Linked DNA regions of Sus scrofa: regions 2, 3 and 4 are each linked to region 1. A link is a contact called in public Hi-C and promoter capture Hi-C data. All regions are on one chromosome and are shown on one strand. Each heading gives the region's core, a stretch centred on a gene start, on an enhancer-like site or on the middle of the called end of the contact. The rest is flanking DNA. Distances are from core to core; before and after follow the strand shown.

Evidence for each region. Promoter capture Hi-C pulls out the DNA fragments that hold promoters and counts their contacts. Hi-C and Micro-C count contacts between places; a contact is called where the count stands out from the background.
Region 2: a contact with region 1 is called in a Hi-C map of liver, with 3 times the contacts expected there. The contact joins the promoter of CIRBP here to the promoter of TMEM259 in region 1. A contact is called at or near these places in 2 of 47 Hi-C or Micro-C datasets (liver and skeletal muscle) and 2 of 2 datasets of contacts at active chromatin or transcription factors (alveolar macrophages and skeletal muscle).
Region 3: a contact with region 1 is called in a promoter capture Hi-C map of fetal liver, with 4 times the contacts expected there. The contact joins the promoter of ATP5D here to the promoter of TMEM259 in region 1. A contact is called at or near these places in 2 of 5 promoter capture datasets (fetal liver and liver), 6 of 47 Hi-C or Micro-C datasets (blood, embryonic fibroblasts, epiblast stem cells and 3 more) and 2 of 2 datasets of contacts at active chromatin or transcription factors (alveolar macrophages and skeletal muscle).
Region 4: a Hi-C map of liver shows a contact between it and region 1, with 4 times the contacts expected there. The contact joins the promoter of STK11 here to the promoter of TMEM259 in region 1. A contact is called at or near these places in 2 of 5 promoter capture datasets (fetal skeletal muscle and liver), 16 of 47 Hi-C or Micro-C datasets (blood, brain, embryonic fibroblasts and 7 more) and 2 of 2 datasets of contacts at active chromatin or transcription factors (alveolar macrophages and skeletal muscle).

The regions. Positions count from the first base shown.
Region 1 is chr2:77,392,302-77,394,882 of Sscrofa11.1, reverse strand. TMEM259 (membralin) reads right to left here and starts at 1,306. Exons shown (of 11, transcript XM_003353958.4): 1 at 860-1,306. The coding sequence starts at 1,081.
Region 2 is chr2:77,192,993-77,195,573 of Sscrofa11.1, reverse strand. It overlaps CIRBP (cold inducible RNA binding protein), which reads left to right and starts at 1,277. Exons shown (of 5, transcript NM_001246197.1): 1 at 1,277-1,330; 2 at 2,368-2,509. The coding sequence starts at 2,407.
Region 3 is chr2:77,218,027-77,220,607 of Sscrofa11.1, reverse strand. It overlaps ATP5D (ATP synthase subunit delta, mitochondrial), which reads left to right and starts at 1,307. Exons shown (of 5, transcript XM_003122991.5): 1 at 1,307-2,103. The coding sequence starts at 1,963.
Region 4 is chr2:77,248,020-77,250,600 of Sscrofa11.1, reverse strand. STK11 (serine/threonine-protein kinase STK11) reads left to right here and starts at 1,279. Exons shown (of 10, transcript XM_021084263.1): 1 at 1,279-2,581. The coding sequence starts at 2,366.

The sequences.
Region 1 (2,581 bases), core at 57-2,556:
ATGTCAGCACTCCCACCCCAGCCTGGCAGTAACTACAGGACACCAAACGAAATGGCAACCAGGACCCTGGCACCCAGTGAGCTCCTTCTGAGTGAGACCCCTTCCTGGAGGACCCATGCAGACACCCGTCCTCCCAGAACTATCCTCCCAGCTGAAAGCTCTGCCACCAGAGGCAGGACAGGCAGTAGGTTCCCAGGAGGTCCCTCACTGTGCCACAAGCAGCGCCACCGGCTGGGACTTTGTCACTAGCCCTGGCGATGTGACCTCAGCTAGGTCACATTCCCCCGGGAGGTTCAGAGCAGGGAGAATGGGGGTGGGAACAAGCTGAAGGACCAAAGCAGAGCCCTAAGAAAAAGAGGGAGGAGCTTTCGGTGCAGTGGGAGGCCAGGGGGGTGTGTCCTGGGAAGGGGGCATTGGCGGTGGAACCTGGAATCCTCCAGGATTGGAGTTCTGGGCTGGGCCAGGCCAGACTCGGAGGATTGGGAAAGGATCATCCGGGGCTGAGAATCCCAGGCGGCAGGGCCAGGAGGTCCTGGAGCTGGACTGCCGGGCTCCAGCCTCCGGAGGTGGGGGACGCGGGGAAGGGCGAGGCCAGGGGTGGGGTGCGGCTGGAAAAGGCTGGGAGTGAGTTCCTGGAGTCGGGATCAGGAGCCACTAACCGGATGAGCCTCGGGCCTTCGCGGTTGGAAGTTTCTAGGCAGGGGGTCGGGAATGGCAGGCTTAAAGGGAAGGGTCCCAACGGGTAGGGCCGGGTCTATGCCTCCGGGTGGGAGGGGCGCGCTCCCCCCGGCGGGATCAAAAGTCGCAGATCTGAGGGAAGGGTCCGGCTACCGGTGTCAAGGGTTGGGGCTGCGGTCACCTTGAGTAACACGAAGAACTCGAAGAGACGACGGAAGGCGGGAGGGAAAAGGCGCGAGTAGGTGACAGCCATCTTGAAGAAGAGCGCGTGGAAGAGCCGGTCGCGCACGTTGATGAGAGGGTTGGGATTGAGGTTGGGGGTGCGAGGCCCGCGCGCGGGGGCCGGGCCGCCGCCACCGTTGGGCCCGGGCCCCTGTGCCCCGGGCGCCGCGTGCTCCGACATGCCGCCCAGCGTCGCGCCCTAACGGCCCGCGGGTCCCCGAGGACGCCTCCCGACTGCCATCGGCAGTCCTCGCCGCCGCCGCGCTCCTCACGGCCGTAGGGCTACAGCCGCCATCTTCCGCCTCCGTGCCCCAGCTGACGCCAGCGAGTCGCGGCGCGGGCAAGAGCGGCCTCCTTGCGCTCGCGCGGAACGCCGGGATACCGGCGGTCGGCCCGTGGCGGCCCCGCCCACCGTCCTGACGCCTGGCTCGGAACGCCTAGGGGCGGGGCTGCGTTAGTCCCCAGGTCTTTTGCATATTGCCCATGCAGCTGGAAGGCGAGCGATAAAATTAGTCAACATATAAGGATTTTGGAGGTGGTAAAATAAACGTAAGGTAAATGTGACCGGTGAAGATGTTTTCTTTGTGGCGCTCTAGAAAATTATGCTGTAGCTGCGCTTACGTTAGGTTGCCCTAACTGTAAAGTGATCGCATTGGGATCTTTAAATAATGTCCCGGGAAGTATGGCTTTTGTTTTCTTCGCTTTCGGTGGTTCCGAAAGGGTGCTTCGTAACGTTATTAGCGTGTGTGGTGTTTCCGGGCTTTACCCGGCTCTCACCTTCCAGCATTTCGTAGTGGTGGCCCAGGTTGTGTCGTTTACTGAGCGCTGTTTTCATTCTAGAGGCTGAAGCAAAGGCTTTTTTCTTTTTCACAATCCAGATCTTGCCCACTAGCGCTCTTGGCTTTGGCTTTTTGTTCTGTGACCCGGGCTGCTCAGTGGGTCCCTCTCTGCTCCCTGGCCCAAGTGATGTGTACCTGGTCCCTGAAAAAGACTCTGAAACCGAGGTAAGCATTCTTAGAGCCTCAACCATCCCCTCCTCCTGGCTGCCGCCTGGTGCCAAGCCTGGGTGGACACGTCTGGACCAAATTCTCGCTCCTTCATTCATCTTTGAAACGCCTTGGCTCCTCCTGGTAACCAAGGAAGTAATCAGTCCCAACATTCGTTGAGCACCTACTGTATGCCAGGTTCCAAAGCAAGGTATGGGTGGGCTTTCTCAGGAAGCACGGAAGGGCAGATGGAGCTGGAGACCAGGGGCTCAGGCATCCTGAGTGTCGGCCCTGGGGAAGGACTCCCAAAGCCTGCTCAGACGTTTCAGGGAAGTGGCTTACAGTACCCCAGGGCCTGCGCTGGTGCTGGGGACACAGCGGTGGCCAGTGCAGGCTGGATTCTGCCCTCACAGGGCCCAGGGACCAGCAGGAGACAGGCGGACCTCTTGAGGTGGATGTCTGGTCTGGTTCCCAATGGTGAGCACCCCACCGTGAAAGGCACAGACAGGGCTTCTGAGAAAAACCAGGCCCTGGGAGGGGGTCTCTTCTGAATTGCACTGGGGGTGGGGGCGGGGGAGGGGGAGACTTTTCAGCTGTGTCTTGGAACCTACCTGAGGGAACCTTCCAAACCTACCTGCCAGTTTAATCCCACTCCCTGGAGTGAAGACTTTCAGTTTCATAGTGCGCCCTGGCAT
Region 2 (2,581 bases), core at 28-2,527, 200 kb after region 1:
GCAGATGGAATTTCCTCAGCCAGGGATTGAATACCTGCCACAGCTGCAACAGTGCCAGATCCTTAACCCACTGCACCAGGCAGGAGATGAAACCCTCGCCTCAGCAGGCAACTCGCTACCCTTAAGCAGCTGTGCAAGCTTTTTCCACCCCATGGAGGGTTCTGCGACACAGAAGGTAGTGTAACCAAGGCCTGGGCAGGGTGAAAGTGGTGGCCGTGAGAGGGGCTCCCATAAAGAGGGCATGGGGATCCAGAGGAGCAGCCCTGGGGGTAAAGATCCCTGCAAACCTGGTTCTCCTGTTGCAGAGGCCTCCGGATTCGGACTTTCATACAGGAAAAAGATTCAGGGGGAGGAGCCAAGGGAGTGCAGAATAGTGTTGGGGGGGGTGCTGGAGCACGTGATTAAGGGGAGGCGGGGGCTGAGCTGAATGTTGAGGTCCAGTGGGACTCAGGGCTGCGCCCAATTGTGGGTTTGAGAGGCCAGGACAAGGTCAGCCAGCCATCTAGTGCTGGGATGCACAAAAGGGTCTGGCCAGCTGACTGGGGGTGTGGGCGTTGCACTAGACGGAGTGAAGTCAGGATGCAAGTTGGGATTTGTAGGCAAACTGGGTTGGGTGAAATTGGGGTACCCCAAAGTTGTAAAGTAGGAAGAATGGGATCATGACGAATATTTTTGGGAGGGCTTTGGGGCCAGTCACGTTAAGCGGGACATTCAGGAGCATTGGGTTCTGGGCACTCTGGGGTGTCGGTTACACGTTGGCAAATATATAAGAACTGATGTCAGGATTCATCAGTTGGGGTGTCTGAGAGCTGATCCTCAGGTGCGTATGGGGATCTGGCTGAGGTCCTATGTGGGCGATTATTGGAGCACTGCAAAGGACGGGGTTGCAGCGGCCAGGGAGCTTTCCCAGGAGGAAGCAGCAGCCTGAACCCCTTTTGTTCCCCGCCGCAGGCCAGGGACTGGCACGCGGAAGTGGGTCAGCTCCGCCCAGCAGCGCGCTGGCCCCGCCCCCCGTCATGGTCTGGAGACTGCAGACCATGCGCATCCCCGCCAGGCACTTTGACCCCCGCCAGCACGCGGGAGGGGGCGGGGTCGGCACAGGCCCAGCCCCCCAACTCATAAATGTGAGGCACAGCCACGCCCTCAGGGGCCCTGGATTGGCCGACTCGGGGAGGGGGGGATGGGGGCGGGCTTAGGGGGGGCGGGTCCCAGCGGCAGCGTACAAAAGGCCGTACCCGGAAACTGCCCCCCCTCATTCGCGCGTTAGAAGGCTCAGGCCGTTGTGCTGTGCTGTCTTCCCGCCTGCGCCAGGGACCTGCCCAACTCAGTGGTGAGGGCCCTGGCGGTACCGGCTCCGCGGGCCCGGGGCGGCGGGCGGCCAAGGCGGGCCGGCCAAGGCGGGGCGGTGGCAGCACGCCCCTGGGCGGGGGGCGGTACCGGGGCGGGTCCGGGGTGGAGTCCGCTCCGCCGGCGGAGAGGGGTTGCGGAGACCGGGCCGTGCCGCGGCCGGAGGACGTCCTCCGCGGGCTAGAGCGCCGCGAGCGGGTCACCGCCGTAAAATGGCGGCCGCGAGAGCGAGGCTGCGCCCAGCGAAATGGCGGGAGCCCCGGGTACCCGGATGGAGTGGCGCAAGCCGCAGGCGGGGCGCATGCGCGGGGGCGGGGCCGGGGCTACTCCCCTCTTTCCTGTTGGAGTTGTGTGAGGGCGGCACATCATGGGTGCCGCCCACTCTCCGATCCCCAGGTTTGGGCCCAAACTTGCAAGGGGTTGCAAGGCTGCGGGTCGTCTTCAGGCCTGGTTTTGGAGTCATTCAGCGCAGGCCCCTTTCCTGTAAAGGGTCGCTTTAAGTCAGCACCTCCCCACATCCCGCTCCTTTTTAACATCATAGCACCCTACAGTAGACCAAGCACTTTGCCGCCCCTGTATAATAGAGAGGGTTAGAAGTTAGCTCCCTCCCCACCCCCCGACATGTTAGCAAAAGACAGAAGCCAGTGTGCACTCAGCCGGTGGCAGTGGAGATTGATGCCTTCCTTCATTGTCCAGCCCTAAACGTCCTGAGAGGGTGTCAGCGTAGCTGGAGTTTTGGGGTCCCAAATCCAGGCAGCACTGAAGAGTGCTTGCTGCAGAACCGCGGTCTGGCCCTAGCCTTCCGGGAGCCCCCAATTTCGGGAGTGGAGTTGGCCCAAGCACAGAAAAGGGGCAAGGGGGAGTGATAAAGGAATCAAGGGCTTGTTTGAATTAAGCCCTAGGTATGAGCTTGGGATGGTTAAAGGGCACAAAAGCAATTTTCCAATGTTTGTCCCAGGAGCGTGTGTTATTTGTCTAAAGTAAAAAACGGCGAGGGGGTGATTCTCCCGGCCCCTGCAGGACCTCTGAGGATTTCAGTGGTGTTTGCCACAGGTGACCATGGCATCAGACGAGGGCAAACTTTTCGTTGGAGGGCTGAGCTTTGACACCAATGAGCAGTCGCTGGAGCAGGTCTTCTCAAAATATGGGCAGATCTCAGAAGGTGAGGCTGGTTCCAGATTGGCTGGCAGCTGAGCAAGGCCGCTCACAGGGAGAGCTGGGTACTGACCTCAGA
Region 3 (2,581 bases), core at 58-2,557, 170 kb after region 1:
GCTCCAGTGTGTTCTGTCCCTACTCACCCCTGCTCCTACTATGCAGTGACCTCTAAGTGCAGGAGTTCATTTATAGCTGAGTCCCCAGGCAGAGCAAAGGGCAGGCACCCTAGAAGGACCGAGTGTGTCCAGTGGATGAAAGAGTGACACTGCCAGGGAGGGCAAGGAGCAGTCAAGTGGACAAATATCTGAGAAGGTTGGCTCCAGGTGTGTGGGAACTGCTTGTGCAAAATCTCTGAGGTCTGAGAAGGTGTGGGCTGAAGATCGACATATTGAAGGGGCAGTGGAAGCCACTCGTGGTTCCCATAAGGTATGATATGGTTCCTCTGGCTGTGTGTAGAAAAGACACCATGTGAGGCCAGGAGAGAAGCTTGAGGCCCTCCAGGCCAGTAAACTTAGCCACAGTGGCCGAACTGGGTGGAGGAGCCTTGTCGATGGATCCAATGGAGAATTCCAAGATAACTTAGAGTTTGGGACCTGAGTAACAGGGGGTGCTCCCACCCCTTGGCTATCCTGGAGTGGGGATCAGAGGCAAGTCCAATGGATGGGTGTGAGGAGCCGACTGGAGGAGGCCTCCATTGCAATAGGGTCTGGGGCACTGAGGGAGGTCTCGCAGGGCACAGGACTCTCTCCCCTGCGCAAACACGCCTAGGGCCAGGAGAGGTGACTGGGACTAACTCCCTGAGTGCCCAGGGCCTCCCTCCCTCATGGGGGGGGACCTCTTTCAGCCTCAGCACCTGCCCAGCCATGGGCCCAGGTGTGACACTTCCCCAGCGCCTTGCACCCGTCCGCTCCTCAGTCACATCCCGTCCCAACGTGGGCCTCAGCCGGGGAGCTCTCCGGACTCCGCATTTTCCTAGAGCCCAAGGTGGGGGGCTGGGGCCCAACCCGGGACGCAGACCTGCTTGAGCGCGGGGGCGGGGCAGTGACGTCAGCGCTGTGAGCGAGACTGCGCGGGCCGCGGTGACGTCAGCGGAGCCCAGGGCCGCCCGCGCACGCGCCCTAACGTCAGCAACGTGTGGGGGCGGTGGTCAAGCGGGCGGGGCCGCAGGGAGCTCATCTCTGGGCACCGTGCGCCCTCTGCCGGCACCCTTGGGGGTTACAGCCAAGATGTTCGTTCCCACGCCGCTGGCTTGCCGGGGCTAGACTCTTCGCTTGGGATGCCGCTCCGGGACGCCTGCACCTTCTACAGTCAAATCTGGCCAGTCCCCCTACTCTGCTTTTTTTTTTTTTTTTAAGTATTTTCACCTCTTAATGTAGAGGCTATTTTTATTTTCATTTTTTGCTTTTTAAGGCTGCACCCGGGGCATATGGAAGTTCCATAGGCTAGGGGTCGAATCCCAGCTACAGCTGCCAGCCTGCGCCACAGCCAACGCCAGAACCGAGCGCATCTGCGATCAACACCACAGCTCACAGCAGTGCCTGCTCTCTGATCCACTGATCAAACCCAGGGATCGAACTCGCGTTCTCAACAGATTCCTTTCTGCTGCACCCGGACGGGCACTCCCACGTAGAGGTTATGTAATGTGGTGTGTCAGTAAAGCGCCCTCACCACCCCAAACTAGTGCAAGAATCTTGATAGTTCCGTGTCTCTCTCTCCGCTGCGCCTAACATCAAGTAAGCGCCCGCAGAATCTTAACTTCGACTCAAGTGTTTCCTCCACGTAGGCTTCTGCGCTTCCTCATGCAGAACCATGTAATTGAGCCTCCCTCTTCCACCGGACCACCGGACTGGGGGCGCTGGCCGGAAGGAAACTACAACCCCCAGCTTGCCGCGTGCCCAGGCGGGGCGTGGCCAATAACGTGGCGGGCTGCGCTCCGGGAGTCGTAGTTTGCGCGTGCGCCCTCGGCGGATTCCTGTCCCATAAGTCTACGCGCGTCGTCCTCCTCGCCCTCCAGGCCGCTTGCTTCCAGCCGGGAATCTCCCCGCCGCAGCTCTGCTATCCGCCCTCCACCCTCAGCCATGTTGCCCGCTACTCTGCTCCGCCGCTCGGGTCTTGGCCGAGTCGTGCGCCAGGCTCGCGCCTACGCCGAGGCCGCCGCCGCCCCGGCCTCTGCAGCAGGCCCAGGGCAGATGTCCTTCACCTTCGCCTCACCCACTCAGGTTCGAACGTCCCCCGGGCTCCAGACACCTTTCCGGACCCCGCACCCGCACTCCTACCCCGTTTGGCCCCAACCCTCAGGTCAGCGACCCCCGTTCCGGACCCGCACTTCAACCCTGTGTGGTCCGGTATCATAGTCTCCAAACTTCAGCGGTCCCTGTTCCCCAGATGCTCCTTTTCCGTGTGGTTCGGGATCCGCTCCTCAGCCTCCCTTTTCCATGTGTGCCTAGCGTGTACCTTTCCCACGCTGTTCAGAATCTGAGCCCCTGGGCACTTTGTTCAAATTCACCGCTTCTGTATTCTCCTGGGGTGGCCCTCGGTTTCTGCCTTAACATCATTTCTTTGAACGGAGGTTAAGGTGGCTGGATTTTCTTCCCTAATAGGTAAAGATACTGCAGTCTTGCTCGAGAACCCGCTATGTTTCGAGCATAGGCCGCAGCACAGCTGCCTCTGTATCTCCATCATCCCTCAGCCCTGCCC
Region 4 (2,581 bases), core at 30-2,529, 140 kb after region 1:
TTTCTCTAGTTCTTACTTCAATATTGGCCATCTTTTTTTATTGACCAATTTGGCTACAGTTTAATTAAGTTTCTGGATCTTTTCAAAGACAGTCTTTTGGCTTCACTGACTTTCCTTAGTCTTCCCACTCCCACCCCAAATCTGCGGCACGTGAAAGTTCCCAGGCCAGGGACTGAACCCTGGCCACAGCAAAGACAACACGGGATCCTTAACCCGCTTAGCCACTGGGGAACTCCTGGTTTTCATTACCCTTTTTCCGTTGTATTTCATTGGTTTCTGGTTTATGATTTAGGAATTTGGGGCTAACTCCCATGTTCTGATTAGGGCTGGCTGGTACACTGGTGTGACCTGGGACTCCTATCCCTCAAAGCCATAGCAATCCCCCTTCTCTGGGTATTTGAGAATCCGATGAGACACATGGATGTCCCCAAGAACGTGTATACTGGTGAGCTCCATTTCACACATAGTCTTAGGGAGTGCACAGGTGTTGGGTCAAGAACTCCCAGCCTGGAACCCAAATCTGATGGTGTCAAGTCCCAAGGTTTCACAAGCAGTTTGCCCCAGCAAAATAAGAACGTAGTGATACAAACAAACAAAAAGCAAAACAGGTTAAAAAACACAGGCCTGGAAGTATTTTCCACCTCATCAAGCCATATTTTGCCAACTCTGTTTTTCACCCAAAGCACTTTGCTGGCACCATCCCAGCTGGGTTCTGAGTTTTAGCCCATGAATTCCTTTGGGGCAGAAATCATCCAGAGCCCTTCTCAACCCATCTGGCCTGAGATACTTAATAAAGGCTTTTTGCCTCGAATTGTACACTTTGGCTACTTTTTGACCCTTGACCTCGCCTCAAACGGGGTTTCGGTTGAGGAGCCCAGGCAGGGGCACCAGAGTCCCCGAGCCCGGCCCCCGCCCAGGAGCACTGCACTCGCCCGGTCCCATGGAAGACTTTAGAACTCCAGACCTCCGACCTCGGCTCCCAACCCCTCCCAGGTCAACGCCCGGGTTTCGCTTCCCGGCTCCTGCTTTCCGCCCCCTCGCCGTGACGGGCGTTTCCTCAGGCCAATGAACAAACGGTATCCACCCCTGGGGCGGGGCCCAGCGGGAACCAATCCCCGCTCGGGCGCCCGCCCGGATCCAAACGGCCCAATAGGAGCGGCGGCGGGGCGCGCCTCGGGGGTCGAGGCCAGGCGGCTCGGCCAACGGACGTGCACGTCGGCGCCGCGAGGGGCGGGTCCGCGACGGGCGTGCGGCGGCACGGCGGCGCAGGGAGGGGGAGGAGATAAACAAGATGGCGGCGGCGTGTAGGGCGCGGAAGGGGGAGGCGGCCCGGGGCGCCCTCGAGTGAGGCGGGGCGCGGCGGCAGCGGCGGCGGGCGCCAGCCGGCAGCGCGGCCGCCTTGCATGGGCTGGGCCCCCGCGCCGCCCCGCCTGCTCCACGCGCGCGGCGGCCGCGGCGGGGGACGGGCCACCCGGACCCCGGCGGCCTCAGGAACCCCGGCCCGGCGCCTGCGGCCTGCGCCGCCTCAGCCGCCCGGAGCTCCACGCGCCCCGCGTTCCGCGGCCGACGGAGTTCCGGCGCAGACCGAGCGCGGGCTGCCGTTTGGGGCGCGGCGCCCTCCGGGCCCGCGCGGCCGCTCGGGGTCCCAGGCCGGTGTGCGGACGCCCGGGCGGCGGCCGACTCCGACGGGGGTCGCTCCCTGCGGCCGGCGGGCCCCGGGCAGTCCCGGCGCTGGAGGGAGCCAGCGGGGCCAAACAGAGGTTCCCCGTGCGCTCCGGACACGCACCTGCCGGCGTCTCGGGCGCCCCGGCCGGCGGGGCCGGCGGGAGCCGCCCCCGAGCAGCGCGCCGGATCCCCAGCGAAGCTCGCCTGCCCGGCTCTGGGGGCCCCGGGGCCGGCCTGCGCGGGGCCCCGGGCGCGCGCCATGGCTCGCTAGTAATGGACGGCGCGGAGAAGACTCGACCCGGCCGCGTCCGTGTTCGTTCGAGGGTCTAAAGTCCCTGGAGGATGACCTAGCACTTCCCGGCCCCACCGGCCTCCCGAGGGCCCCCGTGGACGCGCCGGCCCGCCTCAAAACTGTGAGGCCGGGCGGCCGCAAAACTTGGGACGCTGCACACACCCGGGTGTCCGGGCTTTGGACCAGGCGCGCCTTTTGAACTCACGTTCAGTACAATCGTTTCTTTTCCAAGAAGGGTTTTCTTTTTCTTTCTTTCTTTCTTTCTTTTTTTTCTTTTTGCGATTTTGTGACTTTTATTTTTGGAGAAGGGAATCTTGGGGAGGGGGGACAAAAGGAAGAACCGCTCACCAGGAAGTACACAAAGGGGATTAGAGATCGCCTGCGGGAGTCGGAGCCCTAGGGTCCAGGATGGATGTGGCGGACCCGCAGCAGCTGGGCATGTTTACAGAGGGCGAGCTGATGTCGGTGGGGATGGACACGTTCATCCATCGCATCGACTCTACTGAGGTCATCTACCAGCCCCGCCGCAAGCGGGCCAAGCTCATCGGCAAGTACCTGATGGGGGACCTGCTGGGGGAGGGGTCGTATGGCAAAGTGAAGGAGGTGCTGGACTCAGAAACGCTG